Regions from separate parts of the Danio rerio genome. Here region 2 is linked to region 1. Evidence: chromatin contacts called from public HiCAR-type data. All regions are on one chromosome and are shown on one strand. The core of a region is the stretch at or near the end of the contact, and the rest is flanking DNA. Distances in the headings are between cores, read along the strand shown.

The links. HiCAR-type assays count read pairs that join an accessible place to other places.
Region 2: a contact with region 1 is called in a HiCAR-type map of caudal fin, with 4 times the contacts expected there. The contact joins two enhancer-like sites. A contact is called at or near these places in 1 of 18 Hi-C or Micro-C datasets (hematopoietic stem cells) and 1 of 4 datasets of contacts at active chromatin or transcription factors (caudal fin).

What each region holds. Positions count from the first base shown.
Region 1 is chr18:24,479,033-24,481,732 of GRCz12tu, forward strand. No RefSeq gene overlaps it. Among named protein-coding and RNA genes, the nearest start is that of cbfb, 94 kb to the left of the region's middle. Within about 2 kb of position 1,284, at least 13 of the 62 cell types and tissues checked have an H3K27ac peak or open chromatin away from gene starts, as enhancers often do. A contact at or near this core is called in caudal fin, where this site is marked.
Region 2 is chr18:24,633,772-24,636,471 of GRCz12tu, forward strand. The region is part of intron 2 of mef2aa (myocyte enhancer factor 2aa); the gene reads left to right. Among named protein-coding and RNA genes, the nearest start is that of mef2aa, 49 kb to the left of the region's middle. Within about 2 kb of position 1,415, at least 7 of the 62 cell types and tissues checked have an H3K27ac peak or open chromatin away from gene starts, as enhancers often do. A contact at or near this core is called in caudal fin, where this site is marked.

The DNA.
Region 1 (2,700 bases), core at 34-2,533:
AATAATGTAATGCATAACTTTTTTTTAAATGTAACTTTCCCCAACACTGGTAGTAGTAGTAGTACAGTAGTAGTAATACTACTACTACTACTACTACTACTACTACTACTACTACTACCACTAATAATAATAATAATAATAATCGAAAAATAGAAAGCTTAAAGCATTAATTACACAATGTTTCTTCCTTGTTTTCATTTTAGCAGGAAATATTCAGATTAAAAACAAACATCTTATTTACTTTTTCAAGCTGCAGTTTTATAAATGTAATTGCAACTGTAAAATGTTAAAATGTTTGTTTCAGGAATACTAAAAATAAAATTGACTATTAAAATGTAGTCCAGAATTTTTTGGTTGTCAAATAAACAATTATCAAACAAATCATTGTGAAAATAATGCTTTTAGGAAAAAATGAAACACACTGTATTGGTCTCCATGGTTTATTTATTATTTGATGTGTACTAAACTTTTTTTTTTTTTTGAGCCAGAAGTTAATGTGTAGTTTCTCTGAACATACAAATATTCTGTTAATTGACATTAATAATTACCAGAAGAGCAATAATCAACTATAATTATGTTTACAACATTACATTACAGCTTTACCCTCCAATCAATTCCTGCTACTTTTGTTTTGATTGTGCAAATTATGTATATTATATTTTAAATAGTTTTGTTGTGGTTTTGATTGATTTAATTGAGTTGTTAAAATGGATTATTTGACATAAAAGACAAAACTGATGCATTTAATTAGGTCATTCTAAAATGAAAAACCTGTACAGACCAAATTTTACCCATTATAAATGTTTGTAAAATCATTCAAGCGAGCATTTTTAGAAATAAAAGAGCTAAATTAGTTTTCCTAAATGCATTTAAACCCTCCTATCAAGCTATTTAAACTCAGTCTAGCACAAATTCTAGCTGTTTGTTTGGTTGTGATGACAGTCCTGTGACAAGGTGTTCATTAAAAAAGCAGGATATTTGTTTGTTTGTTCTGGTTGGTCTTTTGGCCAGGATATCTTGAGGCTCTGCTTGGCCTCGGTTCCTGCAGGGCTCTTGTTTCGGAGAGCTCTAAGTGGCTCTTGATGCTAGTGGCTGCGCTGGCAAGGCCCTCAGCAGACCCTCCTTATTCTGCTCTTGGCAGCCACCCATGGTTCTCGCTCACTGGCTTCCTAATTTAGTAACGGCGGGTAAAAATATGCGCTAACGAACAGGGTCTGGTATGTCAGGCTACCGTCCAAGAGGAGAGGGAGAGAGAAAGAGAGAGAGAGATCGAGAGAGGGTATCGAGGGAGGAGGGAGTTTGTGAGCAGGCGTTCCAGAAGATGGCAGTGCTCAGCAGAAGCACAACACTGGACACTATTGCACATCTGGCACTGTTAAACTACATTACTGTGAAAATATGATACAGTACTAGCTCACTGTCTGAGACTACATCAACAAAGTGATTTTAAGGGTCTGAAAATCCTAAAATTTCTAGGATTCAAATGTCACTGCATTTTTTTCTTGTTTCTAGGCTAAATATCTAAAAAAAATCTTAAATCAAGAAGCATTTTCTAGACAGGCAAAAAAAAAAAAAATACATTGTCTTGTTTTAAGAAATAACATGCCAAAATGAAGTGTTTTTCCTCAAAAGAAGCAAATTAATCTGCCAATGGAGGAAGCAAAAAAATTGTCACAAAAAAAATATATATATATAGATTTACACTTTCTTTTAATGGGTTATGTGTAAAGTGTAATTTTCTATTGTTCTGTAAACTATTGATGACATTTCTTCAAAATGACTAAATAATAATCATAATAATAATAATAATAATAATCATAATAATAATAATAATAATAAAATTAATTTAAAAGTAAAAAGTGTCCATCATTTATAACACAATGGAATTTAATACCATATACACTAGTCAAGCTGCCTTTGTCTTTATTTGCTTACTGGGGACTTCTGAATTGAGCTCGAACAGTTTGTTCATTAAAAAAAATTTGATTCATTTACAACATTTGATTGAAACATTTACTTTTTTTTTGTAGCCTAACAATAAAATAAACCAGTGAAAGGTTATGTTAAATTAGAAATGACAATGCGTATTAAAGGCATGAACTCCAGCCCTTCCTAAAATTCTTCCTCTTTTCAGATGGAATGGTGGGCCAAATCAAAGGTTATTAGGAGCCAACTTTGCCCCCCGGGCCCTAGTTTAAGCATCTCTGCTCTAAGTGAACAGTTTTGATCAAACCTGCAATATGGCGACCTTGATTTTCAATTAATTGTAATTTTTTTTAAAATGCTTTAAATTAGAATATTTTATTTGAAATTTGAAAAAAAAAAACTTGATAAGACATTTTCAGAATAATATATATATATATATATATATATATATATATATATATATATATATATATATATATATATGTATACACACACACACACACACACACACACACACACACACACACACACACACACATATATATATATATATATATATGTGTATGTGTGTGTGTGTGTGTGTGTGTGTGTGCGTGTGTGTGTGTGTGTGTGTGTGTGTGTGTGTATATTGTACTCATAACATATAATAACATAATATATTTTACTTAAACACATAGGTTGCGTCTAAAAGCTTTAAAATGCTGCCATCTGAGGCAGCAATCAAAGGCAGGCAGGCATTACAGAATCAAGGCACATCCAAAAACAAATTTTGGT
Region 2 (2,700 bases), core at 165-2,664, 150 kb after region 1:
GTCGCCTCACAGCAAGAAGATCGCTGGGTCGCTGGTTCGAACCTCGGCTCAGATGGTGTTTCTTTGAGGAGTTTGCATGTTCTTCCTGCATTCGCGTGGGTTTCCTCCGGGTGCTCTGGTTTCCCCCACAGTCCAAAGACATGCGGTACAGGTGAATTGGGTAGGCTAAATTGTCCATAGTGTGTGTGTGTGTGTGTGTGTGTGTGTGTGTGTGTGTGAGTGAATGTTTCCCAGAGATGGGTTGCGGCTGGAAGGACATCCGCTGCGTAAAAGCCTGCTATATAAGAGAGCTTTTTTTCTGGGTTGCTTTTCATAACACTGTCAGTTGGGTTCAGGGAAGTGGGTGGGCACTGGTCAATCGGTGCTTTTTAAAGCAGTATCGGTTGGGTTTAAGGAAGGGGGTGGGTGGGATTGTCAATTGGTCAGTCAGTCAATCAGTCAGTCTTTTTACAACAGGCTCTGGTGAATTTACGCGAGTACAGCAGAAATTTGAGAGCTTTGATTTTTGAGAAGCATACAAAGCAGCGTCTGCCAGATTCGCTAAAACAGAAACAGCAAAAAAAAACATAGCTCCTAGAACATATTTAGTACTCTTTAGAAATGTATATAGTGGTACGGTATTCAGAATGAGCCTGTCTTGGGAATTACACTGTTGACCATCCGTTACACCTTAACCCACCCTTAAACCTACCCATAACACCAAACCTGTTCCTAACCCTACCCGTAACCCACCTAAAGACCACCAGAAGTATTCTGTGATGTATTGTAAACACAGTATGCTCTTTATGTTTATTTTTTAATGCAACTACATAGTAGTTCAGGTCACCTAATATAAAGAGAGACTTACATTTTGATCATGCATCACCTATAAAGACCGATCTTACGTTTTAAGGATGAATATCCATTTGTTTTCAAAACTTTAAATCCCTGACTTGTCGTGGTTAACACACTGTATTTGTTTACTAAACACATTCTTACCAAACCAAAGGAATGTATGTAGGCCCCTAGTAATAGCTTAATGTTATGAAAACCCCAGTCCTGCTTAAATTACAGTTACACATGAACAACATAATATAAAGTTCATTTCCGGGTGAATTAGTCCTTTAACAGTGATTTGAGAGCCAAACAGGTTTTTCTGGCTGTCCGGAATGAAGAGCTTTGAACGTGAGACGATTCTGCTGGTGCTGTAACACTCTCCTGGACCTGATTAATTATAGGGAAAAAAGGTGAAGTGAGGGAGGAGGTTGAGGGATGCCAGAAGCGTTGTCATTGGAATGAGGTTTAAGCAGCCGTTTATATATCATTAGCATTGTGATTGACAGCATTAAATAATCACGCTCTTGGCACTTTTTTTCTTTCTAGAACTCCACAAAGCCTACAAAGAAACTCTCTATTTGTTGTGAAAGCTAGAAACTGTAGGGCTGCTTGGAGGTGAGATTACTCACACGTGCACATTATGCCAGTTCACTGTAAATGTGTAAAACAAACATTGTTCCTATCAGATACACTGACATAGCTGCTTTCTGTTAAATATGACTAGGGCTGATAAGGCATGTGCAGTATATCATCAGCAGAGTCAGTACAGCCAGATAATTGGAGAACAAGGCTTTGTAATGAACCATCATCCATCAGTCTAGTTGCTTTTTTCCCAGCGTCTCAATAACTTACATCTGTTTTTTAGATTATTATTAACTTGTTAGCCAGTGCGACCTTGACTGTGAGGTGAGTTGTATACTGTATAGGTACTTCATACATACAATCAATGCTGTATATGTATAACATATTTTATATTCCATGTATTAAGTAAATTCAGTAAATCAAGACTGAAAATGATCTTCTATAGCCATATGTGTAGATTTTTCCAGCATGTTTCATAGTTTAATTTTAAAAGAGGCACAGGAGGCTGCTTATGAAATATTAATAACTGATTATATTGTAGTTATTGCATACAAAATCGCAGCAAAAATAAGTTGTTTTTGCTAAATATTTTTTGTTAAATATCTTACTTAAATAGCGAGTTTAGTGCTGTACATGTATAGCACATTTTATGCACCATGATAACATCATGCTAACTATTAATGACATATTTTATTTTAAATTTTATTGGTCTTCACTTCATTTTATTCCTAGTTTTTGCTTTAAATAGCAAGAAAGGTGCCATATTATTTGACTATTTTTATATTCATTTTTAGAAAACTTGATAACCACGTTTTAATAGCAGTGGAATAACTCTTATTTTCAGTCATATTAAATAAAATATTTGCTACTCTTACCAGTTGTGATTTTTCTGAAAAAAACTAAAGTTTTGAATTGACTGTTTTTATTTTAAACCAGAAATAAATGTTATCAGACCTTCAAAGAATAAACATAACATTATCTCAATATTTTTAATAAAACATAATAATATAAAACCTGTTTTTTTTTCATCAAAACCAATGCTTAAAAAATTTGAATAAAAAAAAAAAAAACCTGAAACTAAAAATAGTCTTCCATAGCCATACTATATATGTAGATTTGTTCTAGCATGTTGCATATACTGTAAAAGTTGAAAAATCCTGGTTGCCTTAAATTTTTAGGTTAAATTAATTTAACCTTATGAGTCCTTTGAACTTATTTAATGTTAAACTGACATACAGCAGCTTGCGTAACTTATAAAATCAAGTTAGAACATGATTAACGTAAGTTGTAGAAGTTACAATG